3 separate regions of the Mus musculus genome follow, and regions 2 and 3 are each linked to region 1. A link is a contact called in public HiChIP or PLAC-seq data. All regions are on one chromosome and are shown on one strand. Each heading gives the region's core, a stretch centred on a gene start, on an enhancer-like site or on the middle of the called end of the contact. The rest is flanking DNA. Distances are from core to core; before and after follow the strand shown. Region 1 overlaps Tiam2 (T cell lymphoma invasion and metastasis 2). Region 2 overlaps Tiam2 (T cell lymphoma invasion and metastasis 2). Region 3 holds the start of Cldn20 (claudin 20).

What was found. HiChIP or PLAC-seq counts read pairs in DNA pulled down with a chosen protein or histone mark.
Region 2: a CTCF HiChIP or PLAC-seq map of the NIH/3T3 cell line shows a contact between it and region 1, with 18 read pairs. The contact joins two enhancer-like sites. A contact is called at or near these places in 1 of 15 datasets of contacts at CTCF or cohesin (the NIH/3T3 cell line) and 1 of 484 Hi-C or Micro-C datasets (liver).
Region 3: an H3K27ac HiChIP or PLAC-seq map of embryonic fibroblasts shows a contact between it and region 1, with 9 read pairs. The contact joins the promoter of Cldn20 here to the enhancer-like site in region 1. A contact is called at or near these places in 10 of 39 promoter capture datasets (the 3T3-L1 cell line, cranial neural crest, embryonic stem cells and 7 more), 3 of 15 datasets of contacts at CTCF or cohesin (CD8 T cells, the NIH/3T3 cell line and pro-B cells), 14 of 484 Hi-C or Micro-C datasets (the N1E-115 cell line, cerebral cortex, differentiating embryonic stem cells and 8 more), 5 of 115 datasets of contacts at active chromatin or transcription factors (embryonic fibroblasts and embryonic stem cells) and 1 of 9 other capture datasets (adipose tissue).

Annotation. Positions count from the first base shown.
Region 1 is chr17:3,465,605-3,470,026 of GRCm38.p6, reverse strand. All of the region lies in intron 14 of Tiam2 (T cell lymphoma invasion and metastasis 2), which reads right to left. Among named protein-coding and RNA genes, the nearest start is that of Gm52295, 59 kb to the right of the region's middle. Within about 2 kb of position 3,131, at least 15 of the 459 cell types and tissues checked have an H3K27ac peak or open chromatin away from gene starts, as enhancers often do. A contact at or near this core is called in the NIH/3T3 cell line and embryonic fibroblasts, where this site is marked.
Region 2 is chr17:3,359,937-3,364,358 of GRCm38.p6, reverse strand. The region is part of intron 1 of Tiam2 (T cell lymphoma invasion and metastasis 2); the gene reads right to left. Among named protein-coding and RNA genes, the nearest start is that of Tiam2, 36 kb to the right of the region's middle. Within about 2 kb of position 2,363, at least 13 of the 459 cell types and tissues checked have an H3K27ac peak or open chromatin away from gene starts, as enhancers often do. A contact at or near this core is called in the NIH/3T3 cell line, where this site is marked.
Region 3 is chr17:3,530,201-3,534,622 of GRCm38.p6, reverse strand. It overlaps Cldn20 (claudin 20), which reads right to left and starts at 2,069. Exons shown (of 1, transcript NM_001101560.1): 1 at 1,410-2,069. The coding sequence starts at 2,069. The coding sequence ends at 1,410. The region is part of intron 5 of Tfb1m (transcription factor B1, mitochondrial); the gene reads left to right.

The sequences.
Region 1 (4,422 bases), core at 1,882-4,381:
GTGGGAGCAAGCAGGCAAAGGAGGCTACAAGGACAGGTAGGAATGTTGGCTCTGGCCTTGAAGGAGCCTGGATGGAGGCTGTGTAGGACAAGAGAACTGTCCCAACTGAGAATGATCTATGATCCATGCCATCCACAAGTCTGAGCATGGTCCCTGGATCCTCAGAACCAGCAACTGAAAATGAGAGTAGATGGAGGACATCAATCACTATGCTCCAAACAAGAAATGCAAATTGTAGGCTACTTATTGGCTTAAATTTTTGCAAAATTAATAATTGAAGTCACAGCAATGTGAATGTGTAACCCAGAATCTGTGTGTTGGAAGTTTGCTGTCACTGAAAGTGCCCGGAGAAGGGATCTGATGAGGTCCTTGGGACATGGCATTCATGCACTAGATCATGAGCCTCACGGTATGTGCACTCTTCTCTGCCTTCTGCCACATGAGGATGCAGAAGTCAAGGCCACAGTAGAGTCAATGGCTAAACCTAATGCCCTGACCTTGGACTTCAGTTTCCAGAACTATAAGCCACTGCATTTCTGCTAAGAAATGACCCAGACTCTGGAACTGGAGCAACACATATGGACTAAGATGGTACTCACAGCACTGGGCAAGCTCTGCCTCACTGTGAGGATGAGAGTCACCTGCAGGAAGGGTAGGGCATGAAGATGGAAACTTTCATTTAGTCCTGAAGACTCATACTATCAGTGAACAATTTCCCTCTCCACCATTCCAAAGCATACTATAGTATACTGATTGTAATACTGCCATATGTAAAGACCTTCTTTCAATAATGTATTTCTACTATGCTGAAACAAAAACCATAGTGGTAGCTACACAATTCATAGTCTGCCCTAATAATGCCATAAGGAAAAAAAAAAATGGAATCTGTAGCTTTGTAAGGAAAGGCCAAAATTCCCAGCAGCCTCAAAGAGTTTGTTGACATTTACTTATTAATGGTGTTAATTCTTGGCTCAGTACATTTGTGCTTTCTCCTTCACTTATGTAATGATTGATATTGTCAACTTGATCTATTTTTTGATCTAATATGATCAACTAGATTTGTTTAGGAAACAAGTCTCTGGACATGCTTCTAAAAACGTTCTAGATTAGGTTAATGGAGGTGAGAAGCCTCACTGTAAATGTGGCTGGCACCACTCCATTGGCTGAGACTCTAGAGTGTATAAAAGCAGGGCGAGTGAGCACCTGCATCTCTTCTCTCTGCTGCCCAGCTGTGGGTGTAATAGGATGAGCTGCCTCACACCCCAACCACCCTGCCTTCAATGCCAAGATCAGCTACATCACTTCTAACTATCCGCCAAAACAGCCCCTTCCTTAAGCTACTTTCCCTGGTATTTGGTAGAGGGAATCTTTTGTGCAATGTGTGGAAGCTCCATTTGTCAATGAAAGGCTATTGGCCTATGAACGTTGACAGGAAAATAGGGAGGTGGAAGCACTGGTACAGTGAGGATTCCTGGGATAGACTCAGGTGTGAGGGATTTGCCCTGGAATGCTGAAGAAGAGGTAGCTAACCACACAACAGGACTTAGAATACATGGGTAATTAAGTTATGAGCTAGTTGGGGAACAAGGCAAAACTATTGGCTTAGACATTTATTCATAAAATATTAAGTCTCAGTCATAATTTTGGGGAACAAAGAGGCTGGGAAATAAAGCTTGTGGCTACAGTATTTGGACATAGGAACAAGAAACTAACACAATGAAACCCACCTTAACATGTGATATTAATTTAGAGGACTGCAAGCGACTCATCAGCCATGTCCCCAGACAACATATAGTTAAAACCACAGCCACAAACCTTCAAAATGTCACTTGGTGGGCAGTGGAAACACATAAGGGCTCTTAACTGCTGGGCCACCTCTCCAGCCCCCATTCTTGATGTCTTAATGTATCCTTCTTTCTACTGACATTCGGTTGACTGTGTGTGTGGACTATGTCTTAATCTGTAGTTTTCTGGTTTCTTGGCACTTTCACCACACAGTTCAATTGATAAAGAGCTCAGAAAGAACCAAAGAGGAACCTCAGAGTCCTCATCCCATTCATCTCCTTCATCCCGTGTGTCTTTTGCTTTTTTCTGCCTTAATTACAAATGCAATTTTAAGAGAGGTCAATATACTGAATAAATCAAGTCAGCCAGCTGAACAACAGTGCTTTGTACATACACAGCTAAAATCCCCCCGGCCCAGTTCTCCGAGTCACACGAATTATCATACAGCTGCCCATTAACCTCACATATGAAATGGCAGCACAAGGAACACACCAAACATGAAGTCCACTTGTAAAGAGCCCTGAGAAGTTCCTCCATTTGAATTCGAAATCTGGGAGCTTTGTATAACAGTGGTTATTCTTAGCTAATTTCGGTTTCCCTAAGTTCTATTAATGTTTTTTACTTTAAAGGGCAATGGCCTGTGGCACCTCTTAGCAAGGACAGCTTACTGTGCTGTCATCAAGGCAAATATTACTCCCTAATTGTCAGAGAAACAAAATGAAAATAAGATGCTTAAATGAAATCATAAATACACACTTCCGAGACTGAGAAAAATAATAGGACTGACTCCTTTCAAGGTTGGGGGACCTGACTACCCAACCAAAAGATCATTATTTAATACCATACATTATCCTTACACACACAAAAAAAAATCAATCTATTCCAGGCGGGGGTGGCGCACGCCTTTATCCCAGCACTTGGGAGGCAGAGGCAGGCGGATTTCTGAGTTCAAGGCCAGCCTGGTCTACAAAGTGAGTTCCAGGACAGCCAGGGCTATACAGAGAAACCCTGTCTCAAAAACAAACAAACAAACAAATAAAAAACCCCAAGCAAACAAACAAAAAAATCAATCTACTAGTCCAACTACATCTCTCTCTCTCTCTCTCTCTCTCTCTCTCTCTCTCTCTCTCTCTCTCTCTGTGTGTGTGTGTGGGGGGGGGTGCGCGTGCTTATGCTTATGTAGGGGAAGGTACACATGAGTGTAGAGGCCTGAAGTTAAACTTGAGGTATCATTCTTCAGGATAATATCTAGTTTGTTTTTAAAGAAGGAATCTCTCACTAGCCTGGAATTTTCCAAGTAAGCCAGGCTGGTTAACCAGTTAACCACAGGAATTGGCCTGTCTTTGCCACCCCATCACAGGAATTACAAGCATATAGCACTATGGCTAGTTGTTTGTTTGTTTAACATGGGTCCTAGAGACCAGAATGTTGTCATGCTTGTATGGTAAGCACTTTTCCAACTAAACCATCTCCCAGGCCTTCCATTTTAATGCTCATTATTATTCCGTGTCTAAGACATTCAAAGCAGCCATTTGAATGTCATCATAAAGCTTGCAGAGAACATCAATTCTATCACTACATACATACCCTGCCAGAAAAATGTAAACTTTATAAAACTCCCGAGAAGTCTACTGAACCCGAGGTTCAATGTAGCAAGAGCTGGTGGTGCACAGAAGAAAAAAACGCAGGTAATAAATGCTCCTTGATAGCAGGCTACCATGATCTGAGCCAATTGTCTAGTGACAAATCTCCTCAGAGTCATAGAGAAGAAGTGAGACCAGTGTTTTCAGGGGAGCAATGGCAGCTGGCTACCACCATGCCTGGTACAACACACACAGGCATCTTTAGAAGGACAACGGAACGAGCTGAGGAGGAAGCCAGTCTCCCTCACAGGACAACCTTGTCCTCCTGGATGGCTGTGACTATGACTTGGGAATTGTGGGTTGTTAGCCCACACCCAAAGAAAAGGGGAGTGGGAAATGAAGGAAAGATTCCTAAAGTATACTTAAACCCACCAGACAGTGATACCCTCTGAAAAAAGAGCCAAGTGACAATTATGTCAGGGGCAAATGACAGACAGACAGCACATTTTCCAGCCACTCAAGAGATTCATTCTCCCTTCCCTCTTTCGCTCCCTCCCCCTCTCTCCCAGCTGGGATTCATAGGGCCCAGAGCAGCCGAGATTACAGATGTGAGGCATGCCTACTTTATATGGAAGCGTTTTATGTATGGTAGGTGACTCAGCCATAGTTCCAGCCCTAAAGAATCTTAATAAAATGGATTTTATGTTCAAGGCTTTCAAAACTAGTGATCTGGAGTTTTACTGAAAGATCCTGGGAAAGAAGCCTAGCAAAAAAACATGTAGCTGACGGGAGTTGTGCTTGGGGGTGGGGGAGACAATGAATACCCATTCCAGCAGGAGCTACTATTTTGCTGCATAAAATAGGGTAAAATGGAGTATTATTCTGCTATGAAGAGTAGTGAAAGGCTGACTGATGCTTAAATATAAGTTAACCTAGAAAACGCTACATTAGGGAGAAGAGGGCAAACATGTCAGGCTACTGAAGAGATCAGGCCTGGCAGGCTACCCACTGAGTGACTCCATTTACACACCATGACTTCCTGGAAGGAAGGATG
Region 2 (4,422 bases), core at 1,114-3,613, 100 kb after region 1:
CTTTCTTCCATGAGGTGCTAATACAAGGACATTTCTGAGGGCTGCACAGTCCCAATCCTCCAGAGAGGGACACGGAACTGAATATGAAGAACCAGCTCTCTAGCAGATGTGGACAGCTCCATCAACATGGCTTCTACAGTAGTTCACACAGGATGACAAATTAAATTCTGTTCTACTTCATAACTGTAAAGTTGCTACCATTATGAATTGTAATGTAGATATCTGATATACAGGTCACAACACACAGGTTGAGAACCACTGGCTGGGGGAGGGGGTATGTTTTCAGCTGCAATATGCTCCTGTAATGTTCTTATTCATCAGAGGACAGTTTCAGACACTCTGAACCAATAGCAGGGACAATCTCACTATTGTCACTCACAAAGGGGAAGTACTGAGGAAGTGTTGGACAAAACTATTAAAGGCTGCACAGGTCCCCCCCCCCCCCAGAGAAAGCTCTTTCAGCAAGACATATGTCTAACATAGTTTAAAATACGGTTTTTTTCCCTTAACTACCATTTTCTTTTTTTGCCAGATAAGATCAGATGTTTGGTGGGTTTTTTTTTGGGGGGGGGAGGGGAGTGTTTGTTTTTTTTTTAATTTAAAAAGAAAATTATAAATAAAAGTATCTTGCCTGGGTTAAGGTTAATTAGTTTATTTTCCTTTCCCACTAAACATTTATGCCATCTTTTTGTTTAAAAAAAAATTGATGCTTTTTCTAAAGGCCATCATTTCAAATTAGAGCCATTCTGGCAAATGGACCAATCAGAAAACCCAGGGCTTAGAATGAGTTGTTAAGATGCCCACAACACAAGGAGGACTGCTGTTAACACAACTGAGTGATATGCCACAGCTCAGCTGCAGGCAAAAAAAAAAGACAGACTTCCCAACACTAGCCAAACCTAGCAATTATCACGGTGCTAATGAGCCAGCCATCCCTGATGAGCCAGCCTTATAAGTCAATGGGCAGAAGCAGGGAAAACACAGACGAAACAGAACCATATCCCATTATCATTGATCAATTGCTTAGTTGACTGGTGGGTAATGACAAACCTAGAGCCTTGTGCATGCCAGGCTAGAATTTTTACCAACATAAGCCAAATCCCCAGTTCCCATGACATACTTTGTGTAAGTCCCAGAGATGAACTAACCAAAGAACAAGCCTATTGTGAAAACTCACACCCTTTTCTGCCTCCACCACGTGATCTACCCTTGAGTACTCTCTCCCTGAAAAATGATAAAAATGACAGTCCAGCATGCTCCATAGAAAGAGGGCCTGGGGGTCAAGCCCCCATCACATCATTTGCATTTGTACCTGGCAGCCAGTCAAAGCCACGATGCAGCAGCCCTGGTTATGTGCTGCAACAAGGAGCCACAGTGCCTTTCAAAACCTGCGTTAAGGATTTTGAGTTCTCTTTCTGTCCAAGCATGCCCTGCGTGTGTTTGTTACATCATTACCATCCTATAAAAATATTATCCTGCAATAATTCAAGCACAATTCTCCCACAGTCCTGATGCTGTAAGACCCCCGAAACTGGGGAGACCTCAGCTCAAGTCCTGGGATGAGCTGGCTGGCACCCCAATAACTGGAGAGAAAACCACACCTGATGCAAACTGCAAGAGGTTTTCTTATTAGCTAGCTGAGGATGAACTCCTTCAGCGGCGCAGGGCAGGGGAGTTCGACCCTGAGCAGTAACAGTAGGGAGCTTTTAACAGCTAGCTGAGGAATTGGGAGGAGTTGGGAGGAGAGTTGGGAGGAGTTGGGAGGAGTTTGGCTACAGCTCTTCTCTGTGGAATCTATCTCCATGTCCTTGGTACAGGGAGCCAAGCAAGCACCTGGCTAGGTCTCCCCACAATCATCGCATCTCTGGCTGTAAGGCACAGAAACAAAAAGGCTTTTTGCTGGCTATAGAGAACAAAGAGCTTCTTTCTGGCTGTATTTTTAGAGATCAGGGAAAACAAGCTTGGGGGACGTCCAGGGGCCTTACCTTCCAGGGAGAAACGCTTTAAGTAGGGGGTCTCACAATGCTACCTCTTCTCAAACACACAGCTCTCTTTCCAAATCCTCTTTCCCATCCCTGCTTTCTCAGCCTCGCCAACATGCTGCCATGGGGGCTTCTTGCTGAGTACTTTATCCTGGGACACGCTAGCTCACACTGTCAGGGCCACATTTTTCCTTGTAGCTCCATCGATTCTCTTGTTGTTTTTCTTCTGTGGGTGTACCAGAACCTAGTAGGATGGAAGGGGACTGTTATATGAATTTTAATAAGACCCTCCCTTAGTTACCCTGACATCAGCATTGGCCACTCTGTCCTGAGTAACTCCATTGTTGGTGCCAAGTCGAACCTCCTATGCAATAGTAACATTTGCCAGTCTCTCATGCCTCCATTCCTCTCCAAAACCAAATGGAGAGGGGCCAATAAGATGACCCAGATGGTAAAGATGTTTGCTGTTGATTTGGACAACCTAAGTTTGATCCCCAGGACTCAAATGTTGAAAGAACAGAACCAGCTTCCTCAAGTTGAATTCTGACCTCTCTGCATGCATGCATACACACACACACACACACACACACACACACACACACACACACACACACTCGCAGTAACAAAAGAATATTAAAACATAAAACATAAATAAACAGGTATGAGAGACACTGTCCTTCTCTACACTGCTTAACGTACACCTCACTGGGCTTCAAAGAGCCTTGTGAAGAGATCCACAGAGCACTCAGGATTGGAGTGCTGCTAGGTTTCTGCTCCTCACAGGTCAAGTTTGGTGCTTTTGGGCACAAGATATCCTGAGTGCTGCCCACTGGGGTAAAGCTGACTCTCCATCCCTGCTGATGTCAGAGAAAGTGGGCAGACCCTCCTTGGGTAAGTGAGAACAGTCAGGAGGCTCTAAACATCCCCACACAGAGACATCCCCACACAGAGACATCCCCTCACAGAGGCATCCCCACAGAGACATCCCCACACAGAGACATCCCCACAGAGACATCCCCACACAGAGACATCCCCACACAGAGACATCCCCACACAGAGACATCCCCACAGAGACATCCCCCCACAGAGACATCCCCACAGAGACATCTCCACAGAAGCCTATGGTTCCCACTGCATCTCTCCCCTCACACTAGGAACAAATCAAAGCTCCACTGACAGACACACAGCTGGGTGCACATAGTGGCTGGGACAGAAGAAACTGCCCTTCTGCAGGTGGCTAATTTTGAGTGTCCTTCCCTCTGTAAAGAGGCCCAGAACATTGAAAGGAAGTTCCCAGAGAAGTACAAAACTCAGAGTGAAATACCAGGTGGATTCCTCTCACCCAAGCTCCTCACGCTGACAGAACACCTTCCAGCCCCCACGCTCCTGGGCTTGTGCTAAAAACAACTGTGCAGTTTCAAATAAAACAGACCATGCTAAGAACTGGGAAAGAAGCACATGGGGGACCACAAAGTTTGAGGAGATCTTGGAAGGGAGGAGAAAAAAATCCAGTCACACCAACAGCAAGGATCAAACTGGGAAAGTGCAGCCTGGTAGTGAGGGATTCTTTTCCATGGGGCCCTACAGTCAAACACAGTCAGTGAAGATCATGCATGGAGCCATGGCGTATCTCTGCTGATGTAACAATAGGCAAAGGCACCCAGCCGAGCCCTGCCATTTCCTCTGTTTTATTTTCCAACAAAAAGAATCCTTAGAAGGGAACCAATGCTGCGACCCCTGAATACAATCCCTCATGCTATGGTGACCCAGACATAAAATTACTTTCATTGCTAATTCACAATTGAAACTTTGCTACTGTTATGGGTTGTAATAGTATAAATAGCTGATATTCAGGACATCTGATATGAGACCCCTGTGGGGGTTGTGACCCACAGGGTGAGAACAGCTGACTCAGGGAGTCTCTTGTTATCGAGGAACTGAAAGTTGTTTAGAGCCTCCTGACTGTTCTCACTTACCCAAGGAGGGTCTGCCCACTTTTTCTGACATCAGCAGGGATGGAGAGTCAGCCATCCTGCTTAAGACAAGGCCTGTTTTGGAAAGTCTGCAATTGCAGAGAAGATCAAAGGTAACTTCATTTAAAAAAAAAAACAAAAAAACAAAAAAAACAGCTCATGAGTAACTTGAGGAAATCCAGAACACAATATTAAAGGGTCAGAATGAGCCAAGGGCTCTCTGCCCTAGAGGAAACATAATTTAGGCCCCATAGTCACAAGACAGAGGATAATTTAAATAAATCTCTAAGTACCTTGGGAAAAAATTTGAACAATATTATGTGAACAAAGCAAGACCTGGCTGCTCTGAACAAGAGGCAATCAGAGTATTTATTTGATCAGAGTCGGGAACATTAAAAATGACTGCTCAAAGAAACCAACAAACCTGGAAAATACAATGAACCATGCAAACTCCCAAAGCCATGATG
Region 3 (4,422 bases), core at 820-3,319, 66 kb before region 1:
GAAGTCTTTTTAACATAACATTTTCTTTCTTTAGAAAGTACTTGGCCACCTACAAGGAAATATATTTTAAATGATCATTTAAATTTGTACTGAAACAGCCTCCTGTGTTCTCACAGGAAGCGGCGCCTTTTTATTTTTGCTGTCCTATTCTAGCATGACTATTGCAGAGCTTGAAAATCCACTAAGTAAATGGAGTTAAAGTACTTTAGTCTATTTTCTGTATACACACTTCTAAGTTATTAATGTGTAGACTTTTATCTTTAGCAGTTCCATTATGAGCTATTAATAAGCATAAACTAGCAAATAGATTACTAGAAAAACTGCAATGTTTCTTTGCAGCTATGAAAAGTCCAAATCTTTGTTAGAATATTTGAATTACATGTCATAATTTATATGCATATTTAAAAAACATTCCTTTAAAACTTAATTTACTTGTATTAACTGAAGATGCTCATTTATAAGAGAACAGCAGTGTTTTTGTTAACTTGAATGAATTTTGAGGAAAAAAATACAACTTAAAGGTGACTAAGCTGAGCATAGTGGAGTATGTGTGTAAGCCCAGCACACAGGAGGGAGGCATGTGGCTTATCCGGTAAGACCCAGTCTCAAACACAAGGGACTTACTCAAATAGTGACAAATGTGAGCCATTGGGATGGGATGAATCCAAAGAGTTGGGGAAATGAATGTAATCGTTTTCTGGATGCAGAAGAGGGGTCAGTGCTCAGGTAATTTGAAGCAAGCAGGGCTCTTATTACTCAGCTGGTACTTTAAAAGTGCTATATTTTAGTTTGTGTTTATATTGGATTTTTTGTGCTGCAGTAGCATCTACCAGTTTATTAATTCAATCTAATCTTAATTTGCATATATTATAACACATGAAAATTTGGAATGGAAGTTGGGTCTATGGCTGGATGGCTTGGGTGATATCTGCATGAGTTCTGTTTCTCTTTCCTGGGGTCTCCTCACATCCTGTGGCTTTAAAACAGCAGAATATTCAGACATTGCCCACTAGGGGGCAAAAGTAGGCGATATTCCTGATCAGCACTAAAGGATGTTGATCAAGAACATTTTTATACTTTGCAATTAAAAAAAAGTAATGTAAAAGATATATTAAAAAGTTATCTTTAAAAGTAAACTAATACTGTCATCCATCACTTTATTAGTCTAGTCAGGCCCTCTTTCAGTTACATACTTTAAATAAAACATGAATGCAATAATGGGAAAATAAACGCAAGACAGTAGATATAATTGTATGTGATCGTTTGTTGGCATTTTAAAGTACCTCACAATTTTTTAATATTTTATATTCTCTTAAAGGAAATTAAGCATACATGTGGTTTTTCTCTTCATTCTAATACATTTTGAGCAGGCTCTCAGAGGCCTCACTACCTGTTCATCCCACAGCTCTTTACATGTAATCCTTCAAGTTATGTGCTCGCCTGTTCTTTGGCTGCCAGGTAGTGGAAAGTTTCTGCTTGGGAGGGTAGATCCATGGTTCTTGGTTCTTCTGTATATAAGAAGTGCAGAAAATAACACCAGAGATAAGTAGTAGCATCGCCGAAATAAACCCAATGTACAGGGCTCCTCCAGGTTCATATTTGTGGCTTTCCGGAATGGTCAGATCCAGAAAGTTCGCTATGATCTCCTTGGTGTACCACACTGTTGGGATTAAACCAGAGATCCCTGCAGTGATGAAGCAGACTCCTCCAGCAAAGGAAATTTTACTCTTGGTGTGTGTGTCTCCTCCTAAGTGAGTGCAGTTCATTCCTGCTATCGAAGTACAAATCCCCCAAGCAGACAGAACACAGGCCAGGACCATGGTGGCCCTCGCAGTCTGCACATGGACGGGGAGCGACAGAATGGAGTATTTTAGAGTGCAGCTAAACATCCCAGTGCTGTACCACGTGCAGTCCACCCACAACCCCTGCACCTGGACAACAGCAGTTACAATGTTGGGTCCTGCGTATGCATTAACCTTCCAGTTTGGCAGCAGAGTGGCAGCGAGTACTCCAGACACCCCAGACACGGCCAGGATGAAAGCAAGGAGCTGGAGACCTGCCGAGGCCATGATGTTACTCTTCTGTTCTCCTAGAAGATCTCAGTGGGTAATTGTGGTGTGTGGTCAGATCTGTAGCTATTTCTGTGCAGCTGAGACCCACATAACAAAAGCTATGGAGAGAAGCAAAATTAGGATTGGGGGTGAAGGAAGAATAAGAAAACAAAAAGACTTCACAGGGGAGCCAGGGCACACTGACTAGCATCCTTGCTGCCTGCATGCACAGACATGCACAGAGTGGGAGAGGAGGCTGCGGGCTCATGGTGGACTTGGGGGCTAGCAATCTGCTGAGGGAGCATCACAAGCAGTGCTTGGTTTGTGGTGTGAGTAGAGTCATCCACGGAAGACCCTAAGTGCGCTGAAAATGTCTGCCAAGTAGACATACTCAGGTTAGACACTTCAGATTGCAGCTGTAAACTCTGATGGAGAATTTTGTTAGCATTGTAAACCACATTAAATAGTTTTAAATCATAAGGAACAACCTCAAATCTACCTCCTCCAAATAATTTATAAATATTAGCAAAGGTAACTGAAAAAAGGTTTGAATTAAATCTTTATTCAGCACATACCATGTGTGAGGCTTAAGGAAAATAGAAGGAATTCAAGTTCAGCACAGCCCTTCTGTGGGTTAGCTAGCATTTGTTCCTGGTACTAGCTTACAAAAATGTAAGATCCTTTTTCCTTACCAGTCGAATGCTTCCCAGTCACAATCCAGGGCAAGTGTTCAGAATTACAACTCTAATTCCCTGAATGACTCAGAAACAGGGCCAGAAATAGCCACATTGTTGCCATAGGGAAAATCATAAGATCCCCCTGCCCCTTGTTTTACTTTGTAGCTGGCTTTTAAAAGGCAAAAGTACTTCCTAATCTCCATCTTCACATTCCTGGTCCACCATTGTGCACTCCATCTGATAGTATTTACTACTCTCTCTGGACTGCTGCAACACTGGTGTTTTATAAACTGCTGTGACTGTTGTGATTCTTACACACACTTCAACCCAAAGAGCCTGGAGGTGAATCTTGGTTTATGTCATGTCTCTGGACTTGAGCATCCGTCCAGAAAGTGAGACGTTTGGATTTTTCTTTTCCTTCCTTGAAGTGAGTGAATTAACGTTTTTAGGATCCCAGAGCTGCAGGAAACCTTAGGAAGTCTAGAGTGTGATTGGTTACATCGGTGGACTCAGGTGGAAGCGCCCACACCACAGTCTTCGCTGCTCGGCTGCCTTGCAGCTCGCTCCTGTCTGCTCCTCCCTCCTCTCTTCCTCTGTCCTGACAGAGGCACCTGCCTGCTCCTTCCCTCTCCAGGAAAGCCAAGGCCTGTGTGGGTAACAGATAGGACAAATGGTTTGGCTTTCCTTCTTGCCAAGAGGCTGGTGTGTGGCTTTTGTTAAATACTTAGAGTAACACTAATCCAGGCCTATGTGGAAGTACAAACCTGCCATAGATAGCTGTGTCTCTTAAGACACCAGGTCTTACGATGCTGGATTGAGTTCTGATTTTTTTGGTTTTTTGTTTTTTTGGTTTTTTTTGTTTGTTTGTTTTGTTTTTGGTTTTGGTGGTTTTTCGAGACAGGGTTTCTCTGTGTAGCTCTGGCTGTCCTGGAACACAGTTTGTAGACCAGGCTGGCCTCAAACTCAGAAATCTGCCTGCCTCTGCCTCCCAAGTGCTGGGAGTAAAGGCGTGTGCCCCCACGCCCAGCCGAGTTCTGTTTTGTCAGCCCATGATTTTAAGGAATTACATTCTTGAGTCAGCCGTGTACCAGCTTGATGATCTTGGGACTTAATCTGCAGGGGGCGAGCAGTTTAGTTCTTTTGTTCCCCAGATGTCCCAGCTATAACCAAAACAGAAGGAAAGTTAAGAGCCTGCAGGGAGGAGCAAGCTCGTGTATCTACAGTTCTTACCAGCTCTTGTGAGTTCAGGCGTCAGTCTGTGAAACTGCCTCACAGACTTATTTCCAGCCCAGGAGGCTCCAGTAGTTGGGATCAGTGTCAACACTGCCTGAAGATCATCTTGCTGTTTGCCTGATGGAATAACTTACATGTTGATCTATCTATATCCACCTTTACTATTAGAACTCTCTTTCAATCAAACAATACATTTCCTAAATGTATAAGTACATTTTGGTGTCGTAGAGATCAGTAAGAAGTCAGTTGTCAAAATTAGCAAGTCCGGGCAGCAATTAATTGCAGTCAGGCAAAAGCAAGTAAATATTAAGACATTGCATCTCTAGTTAGCACAGGACTTGGTTCGTGCACAGGGTGTCTGGACTTCACATCCTTCTTGTGCATAGAGAATTATGAAAGAAAGAAAGAAAGAAAGTTGTGTAAAAAGGTTGAGGCTCACGTCCTGCTGCAGGTGCACAGGT